Linked DNA regions of Macaca mulatta: region 2 is linked to region 1. The links are chromatin contacts, called in public Hi-C maps. All regions are on one chromosome and are shown on one strand. The core of a region is the stretch at or near the end of the contact, and the rest is flanking DNA. Distances in the headings are between cores, read along the strand shown.

Evidence for each region. A called contact is a pair of places that touch in the nucleus more often than the background predicts.
Region 2: a Hi-C map of fetal cortical plate shows a contact between it and region 1, with 1.8 times the contacts expected there. The contact joins two enhancer-like sites. A contact is called at or near these places in 2 of 14 Hi-C or Micro-C datasets (fetal cortex germinal zone and fetal cortical plate).

Annotation. Positions count from the first base shown.
Region 1 is chr13:101,680,599-101,686,432 of T2T-MMU8v2.0, reverse strand. No RefSeq gene overlaps it. Among named protein-coding and RNA genes, the nearest start is that of KLHL29, 31 kb to the right of the region's middle. Within about 2 kb of position 3,577, at least 11 of the 40 cell types and tissues checked have an H3K27ac peak or open chromatin away from gene starts, as enhancers often do. A contact at or near this core is called in fetal cortical plate, where this site is marked.
Region 2 is chr13:102,686,137-102,691,970 of T2T-MMU8v2.0, reverse strand. No RefSeq gene overlaps it. Among named protein-coding and RNA genes, the nearest start is that of KLHL29, 1.0 Mb to the right of the region's middle. Within about 2 kb of position 2,095, at least 6 of the 40 cell types and tissues checked have an H3K27ac peak or open chromatin away from gene starts, as enhancers often do. A contact at or near this core is called in fetal cortical plate, where this site is marked.

The DNA of each region.
Region 1 (5,834 bases), core at 2,328-4,827:
AACTGAGTTTCTTTGTCCATATAGGCCCCTGGTCCAGCCTGTCAGTGACAAACCAGCCTTCTCTCCAGGCTCTCTGCCCCCCAACACAGAAACAGCATTTGCTCCACAGCTTTCTCCAAGCCAAGAGGAAGTGTGACAATAAGAGGGTGAACAGCAGCCCTCGACGTAGAGAAAGTATAAAAGACTGACAGCAGAACTTTAAAAGCAGAGACTTTAGGGGGCATGGTTTTCAGGACCAAACAGTTCATCTTACCCAGCAGCCCGCCAATGGCTGGGAACAGGTGCTGGGCAATGCGTCACAGGTGTGCCGGCCACACCCTCAGGGAAGGAGAAGACAGAGTGTTCATGCCAGAGGACCTGCAGCCAAATGCCCCTGGGGTCTTGTCATGCCCAGCCCAGGAGGACGAGGTCTGTGTGTCCTGCATCTCCAGGCCTCTTCAGCATGTTGTTTGGGACCACCTGCTCAGCAGGCTACGACTGTACCCGGATTGCTTCACCTCCGCCTTCTCTCTCACCATTAACATGGGCTGCTGTGTAAGTATGGGCGATATGGAGAGGGTGCGTGGAGACCAGAGGGCCAGTGAGGAAGTAGGCAGTCCTCAGAGAGCAGCTCGGTGGCCAAGAAGACTTGGGATTCAGAGCCCTGGAGATAAAGGTGGAGCCGTCTGCACAGATGAGGCATGGGAGGAAGGGCTGCGGCAGCTAGAGGCTAACAGCACATAGTAAGGAAGGCTCTCGGGTACACAGGGAGAATGCCAGGAGGCCCCCGAGAAGCTCAGCTGACCAAAGACACCCTTCCCAACTCAAACCTCAGAATTCGAAACCACAGATTCAGGAGAGCCTGTTGCAGTATAATCCTATTATTAAAAGTACATTATATAGGCCGCCTGTAATCCCAGCACTTTGGGAAGCCAAGGTGGGCAAATGGCTTGAACCCAGGAGTTTGAGACCAGCCTGGGCAACACAGTGAAGCCTAATCTCTACTAAAAATATTTTTTAAATAATCCAGGAGTGGTGGTGTGCACCTGTAGCTACTTGAGCGTCTGAGGTAGGAGGACCGTTTGAGCCCAGGGGGTGGAAGTTACACTGAGCTGTGATTGCACCACTGCACTCCAGTCTGGGTGAGAAAGCAAGACCCTATTTCCAAAAGAAAGTGTCTTATATATGAATATAATAAGTATTTATGTGTGCATATATACAGAGGAGGAAACTGTCTGGCAGATGTTTACCGATGGTTTATCCTCTTCTGAGTTCATTCATTCCCTTCAATACTTATAAAGACCTTTCATATTAGAAACTGTACTGAAACTCAGTGTCAAAATGTTATTAATTTGATATAACTAATTTAATTTTTTCTTCATTCCTTTTTTATGTATATTCGTGTTTTCTCAGTTTTAAAGAATAATGATAACGCACCAAAGAAAAAGCTTCAAAACCAGGTCCCTAAGCCCAGGGGCAGACTCTCTGCCCACCTCTCCTGCTTCCTTCTCCCCAGCTCCTCTCTCCCCAGCTCCTCCCCTCCAGGCTAGGCACCCTGTTTGAGAATCTTCAGACTTCTGCAGGAGCATTTGCACCTGAAGTTCCCGTTCCATTTTTTTCCCTTCTGATCCCCACATCCCCTTGGAGCTCAGATGAAGCCCCACCTGGCCTCTCCAAGTCCCAGGACTCCCCAGCGTTGGGGTCTGGACAGTTGTGCAGGGCCCTGTCATCTTGCAGAGGTGATATCGCTCTCAGTTCACGCAGCACCAAAGAGGCAGTAAAGGAGATAAATGGAATTTCTGCTCAATGAGTTGATGATAATAATAAATAAGGCCTTTTCTCCAAAGACTTGAAATCTGTTGGCTCATTTCAATGCACAAAATTATTCGTTTAAAGAATCCTCCCCACAGACTTGAAATAGGTGGGGGATTAGTAATCATTAACCCCATTTTGCAGATGGAGAAACCAGGACCCAGCGGGAGCTGGAGCCCATAATGACTGACAAAGCAGGTGCCCTGACTCCCTGGCCAGCACCCTATTTGGACAGGGTACAGTCACAGTCCCAAGCTGCCACTGTAGGCACAGGACCAGAAAGCCATTCCTAGATCCTCAAGAATCGATGCTGAATCCACCACCCAGCTTACAAAGCGCTTCCTTCCTCTGACTCAGAGCTCCCTAAGGACCAGACCAGCATCTTCTCTTCCCTTTCTCTATCCTTCCAAGACTGAGCAAAGCAAAGGCAAGGCCCAGAATCCCCTTCTGCCTCCCCCCGCCACTGAATGTGCTAAGAACAGGGTTCCCTGAAGGCCCCCGGCCCTTGGGGATGGTTGACCCACGGATCAGCTGAATCCCGGCAGGACAATATCTCTGGTCCAGGCACTTTTATTTTTCGGAAGAATCCTGCCTACCCAGGGAGACTGAGAAGCAGCCATGTGGCTCGGAGCAGGGAGAGGACATCCTTCTCCTGCTCTGCCTTTGACTGTCAGAGCTTCCAGCCTCCGGGTAACCATGGTAATCGGCAGCATTAACCACAGCAGTGACAGGAGCCTCAGCAGGCCCACTCTGACCTGCTCCACTGCAGATGGTGCGCCACCGGCTTCCCGCAGCTTCGGTGGGGAGCTGTGACCGGCTGCCAGGCCCCTGGTGCACTCACCTGCACACCTACTGCCTGGGCCCAGAGGTTGCAAAGGGTGGTCTGTCTCCGAGACCCAAGAGTCAATGCTAGAGAGAAAAGGGGCCTCGAACCTCCTGCAACCCTTCACAAGGCCTGGTCAGAAGAGGTCTAGGATGCAGTCCAAAAGCATAGTTGCCATGTCAGTGGGGGCTGTGAGCCTGGGCTTTTTCTCTGGACCCACCACATTTCCAGTCTTAGTTCTGCCACCAAAGGTGGCAGCCATCCTCCAGTCACCTCAGGAGGCCAACCCGACCTGAACCAGTGAGGGCCTCTCATGTCAGAAATTGGGGCCATCCACAGTCATCTTCTGCTCCCTTTACCTAAGGGCCATGCCGAGGAAGCCACAGCAGAGCCATTCTTGACCAGCTGGGTGCTGCCACCCACTCACCCCACGGGGCCCATCAGCTCACTGGCCATGTGTTTCCAGGTCTCTGACACCAGCTCCATGTCCTGCCAGCCTGATCGTTCTTATTCCTGAGTCCCCTTTCCTCCTTTTAAGCACTGAACGAATCCCAAAGCTGAGCCCCTGCCCAGAACCCTGGGGTCTGTCCTTTGCAGCTCTGAGGGCCAGACGGGACTGCACAAAACAAAACCAAGGCCTTCTACATTTCCCAGGTCCTTGAGTGCTTCTCTCTGCTCCCAGCCTCCCTGCCCTCCGGAGACCAGCCCCGGGGTACACAGGGGTTGCACAGGCCAGAGACCACATCCCGGATTCCAGACCCACGCGGCTGGAACGGGCTCCGCAAATTCTGCCAAACTATGCGAAGCATTCTTAGGTCCAGCTTCTTCTGAGAAATCTCAAAATGGAGAGGGCAAAGGCAAAGAGAGTGAGTTTCCCAGGAAGCCCCAAAGCCCTGGCTTCCGCCCAAACTGGTTTGCGGCCCTGGGAGTCCGTGCTGGGGACGGAGAACGACGTGGCACTCCCTCTAGCGGCAAACGGCTCGCACAGAGCCCGGCATCTCTGAGGCCGGAGCCTCGCCTGCCGCACGCTCTCCTGCCAGGGCCACGCAGCCTGCCCTCCTTTCCCGGGGAGGGGAGACCTGCTCAGCAACTCCCCTGTGCCCATGCAAGAGAGGCTGTCGGGGGAGGAGATCCCCCTCCGGCCTCAAAGCAATTCCCAGCCAGGCCTTCACAGCTGCATCCCGGCGCCTGGGAGGGAGGTCACCACGCTGCCTTCTGCCTTGATTAGGCCGGTAACAGTCAGGAAAGCCCTGGGGTTCACTCAACCCAGCTGTCTACAGACAAATCACAGGCTCGAGCTGCTTCACCAAGCCGAGCACAGTCTCCTGTTTCCAGCACTGACTTCCCAGGAAGCCTGGCCGGTTGCCCTGCCTCTGGACCTTCCTCACCCTCTGACACCCCTGCTAGGATTCCATGGTTAGCTCCTGTGCCCCCACCCCACTCTTTGGGGACACATATTCTTACCCATCTCTGTACCCCAGCACCCCGCACAGTAATTGTCTACTGAATTCATATAAGAATGAAGAAATAAAACAGTATTTGCTGTGACAAAAGACGTTTCTCCAAGCACAGAGTTCTTCACCAGAATCCCCAGGAGGCTCTGTCTGCACCCAGGGAGCTCCATGAGGTCTTCACCGGGCTCCTCCCTTTGTTCCACCCTGTCCCGCCCCAACTAAACTTAGTTCCTTGAAGATAAAGGCTAAGTCTAATCCATCTCTGGTCCAGAGTCCTGAAATACACTGAGAAACATTTAAAGGAGGGAGGAAGCGAGGAAGAGATGGAAGGGGAAAGAGAGGGAGGATGGACCCTAATCAAAGTGGGCATTTGACACAAAGCCAATCTCCTTGGCCTGTTTAGCCATTCTGTCTGTCATCAGAGAGCAAGGGTGCTCTTAATTCCATTAATTAATTAATTTTAATTGTAACAGTTTTACTGAAATATAATTCACATATCATTAGAATTCACCCATTTAAAATACAAGTTGACTGTGCACGGTGGCTCATGCCTGTAATCTCAGCACTTTGGGAGGCCAAGGCGGGCAGATCACCTGAGGTCGGGAGCTCGAGACCAGCCTGACCAACAAGGAGAAACCTCGTCTCTACTAAAAATACAAAATTAGCCTTGCGTGGTGGCGCATGCCTATAATCCCAGCTATTCGTGAGGCTTAGGCAGGAGAATTGCTTGAACCAGGGAGGCGGAGGTTGTGGTGAACCAAGATCGCATCATTGCACTCCAGTCTGGGCAACAAGAGTGAAACTCTGTCTCAAAAAATAAAATAGAATAAAATACAAGTCAGTGGTTTTGAGTGTATTCAAAAAGTTGCACATTCATCAACACCATTTTGGAACATTTTCATTACCTCCAAACATCCACTAGCAGTCGCTTCCCATTCCCTCCAAACCCCTCAGTCCAAGGCAACCACTCTTCTACTGTCTGTCTCTGGACTGGCCTATTCCAGACATTTCATAAAGTGGAATCTCACAATCTATGTTCTTTTGTGACTGGCTTCTTTCACTTAGCAGAATGTTTTCAAGGTTCTTCCATGGTGTCCATGTATCAGTAATCCATTTATTTTTATTGCCGAATATTATGTGATAAATACATGGGGTTTTGGGTTTTTTTTTTTTTTTTTTTGAAACGGAGTCTCACTCTGTCTCCAGGCTGGAGTGCAGTGGCGCGATCTCAGCTCACTGCAACCTGCAAGCTGTACATGTTATTTTTCCATGATAGACATTTGGGTTGTTTCCACTTTTCAGAATTATGAATAATTTTATTTTTATGGTATTAAAAAACTGTTTGAAGCTTTCCCTGCTTCCAAAGAGGATCTATGATAGTCTATCATAAAAATGGTGAAAACATAATAAAATATTACACTATTCATATGGACATTAATATTTAATATTGAGCTTCCTCTGTGTCAGGCAGGGCAGCAGGTGTTTTCACATAACATTATCTATTTTTAACAGAACATTTTGAGCTAATTTTTGCATGACAATTGAGACCCAAGTTTACCTTTAAGCTTCTTAGCGGCCAAGGCAAGAAAGGAAGTATTAGAAAATATATATTACAAAGTTGTCCCATTGTCACCACTGTGGGGCTGGAAACTCTACTTCTAGAATTAGGAGAGCAGGGCTGCTTTTTTGTTTTCAACCAAGCATAACACCATTTTCCTCCACATTTGTTTATCCGCCTGGACTCAGCTAATCACTGACATTGTTGA
Region 2 (5,834 bases), core at 846-3,345, 1.0 Mb before region 1:
CACTTTTCTATATGCACATTCTCTCTCCCTTTTATCTTTTTCTCTGCTTCAATTCATTTAATCAGCAAAACAATCTTGTAAGGCAACTAATATTATTAGCTCTAGTGTGCCTAGGAGAAACATGGGGTAGAAGGAGACTAATTTTCCCAGGGATGCATACCTAATTTGTACTGCAGTTAGGACTCAAATTCAGGCAGTTCAGCATCTAAGATTTTTCCTTTACCCCGTTACTGTATACTGGCTGCACCTGATGTCTCTGTACAGGCATTGTTTCCTTACTTGTTCAAACAGACGACAATTTATCAGGTCTCAGAAAAATGTCTGATCACAACCCAATATGCAATGTGCCTTCTCAAGTTAGCAAAAATGATTTAAAGTATAGAGTAATTATCCTCAAAATACTTGCAGATCAACTTTTAGTATTGCTGTAATAATATGAAAATTAGACTAGATTTTTGTAATCCTCACTTCCCTGAAGATCTACTGAATCATAATCTCTGGAGATTGAGATATATCTCCATCACCATCTCCAGAGACACACATATATATATGTGTGTGTGTATATAGACACATATATATGTATAGATGTGTGTGTATATATACATATATATGTATAGATGTGTATGTATGTGTATATATAGAGTATATTTTATAATATGTTATATCTTTTATATATTTTTTATTTTTATAGATTTTATATTTTATTTTATATTATATATATTTTATATATATATGTTCTACAACTGATTCTAATGCAGACTGAAGTTTGCCACCCATTAATCAAAGGAGTTGAGAGCATTTCCATCTGGATGATTTGGATGGTCATCAGCAGATAAAATAACACTGTTTACAGTCAAGGGACAACCAGGATTCTTGGTTTAAGATTTCATCCAGCAAGTGATTAATATCAGGTCATCTTCCCCTAAAGTTTTAAGCACTTTCCTAACATTGACATGAATTACTTTAGGACAATTTAAATATACAGGTATACACTTTTTTGGATGGATATATGAACAGATGGATATAATTTTTTATATTTATATTTGGAGGAAAATATATATAGCATCAAATCTGGAAAACATTAACCATGTTTTTGATCATGCTTATTCTTTTTTGTCAGAAAAAGAAAAAATATATATATATGATGTTATTGATACTTCCCTTTCCATTGCTTCCTGAATAAATCAAGAGGCATTATTCTGCACACTTATGGTATTGTGGTATCAATTTTACGGTGTGGTGGATTGGGGGCCTTTTGCATTGCAATGATATTGAAAGTGAATTCTACTGAAGCAGTCCTTTCTTCCAGTAGTTTATAGGGAAGTTAAGAATATTCGGTAGAGCCTGATTAGAATAACTGCAAATGCAGTTTTGTGAACAATTAAAATAAGACACCAAAAGACAGTCATAGACTGTGAAAAGAGTGTATTCCTTATGTTTGACGTATGTTTGAGCTATTCGAATCTTGATCCATCACTTCAACTACTTTGACCCCTGTTTCCTCATACTTAATAGGGTTGGTTTCTATCTAAATTTTCTAATAGGGCTCTTCTACGTTTGAAGACCGTTGAGTTCATCTTGGCTACTATCACTATAAATCTGAAGTTTATTTCATTCTAGAAACTTTATTGGTCAGTAGTTAGATCAAGAGACCGTAGATTTAGAAGTTTAGAAATATTATCAATATGAATACTCTGACTCGTTTAAGATGATGCCTGTGGGAATGTTTTCTAATCAGCTAAGTAAAAATTATTCAGCCTGTATAAGGCTACTTTCTTTAGTCAAGACAATGAGGAATGGATTTATCACTTTCCCTAGAAAATAAGGCTTTTGCATGAAAAAAAATTATGACATACTCACCCAGAAATTGTTCATGGGCCACAATTTTCAAATAAAATGCTTATTATATTGATAGACATTGAAATCGCTGCTTGTTGAGCAGGGACATAAATATCCATTCTGCCCAAAACAAATTTAGCAGAATCAAAATATATAACACTAAGAACATTTCAGCTTTCTCTAACACATGGAGCCAGCCTTACATGCCAACCCGATTCTATCGCCTCTCCTCATTAAGCTTGAAAGCATATTTTGTGTTGCTTTTAGCAGCTCCTAAAATTTCTTTGTCTCTTCGCACAGCACCATAAAAGTTCCCACCTGACAGACCATAAATCGTTCTCACAAAGCAGCCTGTCCCCTGGCGTACACTGCCTGCCTATGCCCTATTCTCCAGATGCGTTACTATCAGCATTTATGCACTTTTGCACAAAACTTAGTTTCAAGATCTGGAAAATGCTTGACCCTATCCTATCAATTCATAGCAGGGAATGGCCCACTTTTGACAGAGCATTTATTCACACTGAGAGTGAAAGGAGAGAAGGTTTCCTCTGTGATGAAACACATTCAGAACGACAAAAAGTGGGTTATCTGAAGTCAAGGATATCTAGGTACACAAATATGGCCTGGATATCCTCACACACTCTAGGATCCGTATTGATGGTGTCTTTAACCCTGTCTCTAGATGACATTTAGGCTATGTAATTTGTATGTCACTCTAGTATTTGTACCTTCATTCCCCAATCACTTTTTTGAGAACATACTAGATTCTAGATGCTGGCAAAGTGCTGTCTCGAAGACAGAAGGGACATAGGCCCACCACAGCTGCACACAGATTTGTGGGTCGTGTGTACAGCTAGGCAGGCATATTCGGTGAAGTGTAACAGAGGTGTTATGGAGCACGGAGAAACTTACTCTGTGGAAGAGAAATAGGAGTCAGGAAAGCTTTTATAGAGAACATGAAATGTAAGCAGAAATTTGAGATCTGAATGGAAGTTTCTTAGCTGGACTATGGAAAGCAGGTAATACATAAAATGTGCACAATTGGAGAAGTATATAAAGTGGCAAGCAGTATATACAGATAGTGCATGTGTGTATATATATATATAAAAAAATATAGTATTTAAGGTGGCAAGCAGTATACATATACGATAGTATATAAGGTGGCAAGCAGTATATATATATATATATGTACATGCTTATATATACACACATATATACAATTATATATATATTATTCAATTTTATAAAATATATAAAATTATATATATATGTGTGTATAAGTGCATGTGTGTGTATATATATGTGTGTGTGTGTGTGTATATATATATATATGAATGCCAAGCCGTTCTGAATGAGTGTAATCCATGTCTATATGGTAAAGAGGAGGTGAGGCAAGAGAGGTTCATATAGTCATAGCCCAGAAGGCTTTGGATGTGAGTACAGGAGCCCCCCTTTATCTGCAGTTTTGCTTTCTGTGATTTCAGTTTCCTGTGTTCAACTGTGGCCAAAAAGATTAAATAGAAAATTCCAGAAATAAACAATTGATAAGTTTTAAACTGCATGCTTTTCTGAATAAAGTGATGAAATCTCGGACTGTTCTGCTCCATCTCACATGGGACGTGAATCATCTTTTCGACCAGCATCTTTGTGCTGTATGCGCTACCTGTCACTTAGTAGATTTCTTGGTTATGAGATCTAGTCATGGTATCATAGTGCTTGTGTCCAAGTAACCTTTTTTTTTTTTTTTTCTTTTTGACATGGAATTTCGCTGTTTCCCAGGCTGGAGTACAATGGTGTGATGTTGGCTCACTGCAGGCTCACTGCAACCGCTGACTTCCAGATTCAAGTGATTCTCCTGCCTCAGACTCTGGAGTAACTGGGATTACAGGCTCCTGCCACCACGCCCAGCTATTTTTGTATTTTTAGTAGAGATGGGGTTTCACCATGTTGGCCAGACTGGTCTTGAACTCCTCACCTCAGGTGATCCACCTGCCTCGGCCTCCCAAAGTGCTGGGATTACAGGCATGAACTACCGCGCCCAGCCAAGCAACATTTCTATACTTAATAATGGTCCCAAAGCACAAGGGTAGTGATGCTGGCATACCATTATAATTGGTCTATATTATTATGTTGTTGTTGCTAATCTCTTACTGTGCCTACTTTATAAGTTAAATTCTATCATAGGCATGCATGTATAGAAAAAAAACAATACACATAGAGGGTTTGGTATTATGTGAGGTTTCAGGCATCCACTGGGGTCTTGAAACATATATCCTGAGGATAAGGGGAGACTGCTATATAAATAGTTTTAACTTTATTTCTGTGTTAATGGAAAACAAGTGGGGATATGGCATAGGGAAGTTAAATGGCCAGATGTTGACACTCTTACTTTATTTATATTTAGTTATTTATATTTAACAATAATATAAATAACTACAAAATAATAACCAGTTTGATAGATTGCAAAAATGACCACAAATTCTCTCCATGCCTATACATTTGATCCTTTGCAAAATGCCTCTTAAGCTTCTCCCATCCAAGGTGCAATGAGTTTCTCTATTCGTATGGTCTGCTTCGTGATGTCCTTTGGTCAATGGGAAAATAGCAAACATATGCTATCAAAGATTTGATGTCTTTCATAGAGACACTTCCACTCACTTGCTGTTCTTGAAAACTTCAAACTGTATGTAAAGCAGTTTGGGCCAGTCTCCTGAATGATGACAAACATATTCCCCAGTCATCTTGTGGCTCTGCCTAGCTGCCTGATAATAGGCTGACATGTGAGTGAGGCCATCCTAGATCACCTAGCCACCACCCCAGCCATGATGTGACCTGACAGCTGATTACAGAAATATCAGAGAGAGACCAGGAAAGATCAACTCAGCTATCTCAGACCAGAAAAACTCTCCAATCAACCTAAATAATTGTGAATTAAATAAATGGTTGTTTTAATCCACAGAGCTTTAGGATAGCTAAAAAGCAAAACAAAACAAAAAACAAAAAACAAAAAAAAAACAACTTGACACAACAAATAGCACTATTAAATACTGATAGAATTACAGTGACAATTTGAAAACTTTTATGTGCATTACCTCATGGAATTATATATAAAACCTTATGAGTTGTGATTTATGTCCTGGTTTTATAGGTAAGGGAAACTGATCTGTAGCCATTCTTTTTGAATATTGAGTGAAATGAGCTACAGAGAAAGTCAAATAAGAAATCCAAACTAAACTAAACTAACAGAAGACTGGAATGAGAGTAATTCCTTGATTGGTGATGGTGATGTGTGGTCCTACAGAAAATCTATTTGCTTCCAGAGATTTTTTTATAAAACTATCTCGACAGCCTCTGTGAGACATATCGACTTTGAAAATTATTGTGTACCTGGTTTGTAAACTTAATTTCTAACTAGATTCAGTCAGGAATACGAATGAATGGAACAGAAGTATGTTGGATATGAGAAGAAAACGGGGTACAGCACATGCTCCTTTTAAAGTAGAAAAACCGCCTGGGTGCAGTGGCTCACGCCTGTAATCCCAGCACTTTGGGAGGCCAAGGCGGGCAAATCACCTGAGGTCGGAAGTTCAAGACCAGCCTGACCAACATGGAGAAACTCTATCTCTACTAAAAATACAAAATTAGCCGGGCATGGTAGCACATGCCTGTAAACCCAGCTACTCGGGAGGCTGAGGCAGGAGAATTGCTTGAACATGGGAGGTGGAGGTTGCAATGAGCCAAGATCGTGCCACTGCACTACAGCCTGGGCAATGAGAGTGAAACTCCCTCTCAAAATAAATAAAATAAAATAAAATAAAATAAAATAGGCAACCTACATCTAATTATTGTCATGCAAAATGTGGGCCCAATATTTTCACAACTTCTAAGTCCTTAGGAAATCTGGGCTTCATGTGAAATATTCTAGCACGGTTGACCCTTGAACAACACGGATTTGAACTGGGTGGATCCAGGTTCACTTACAAGCAGACTTTCTG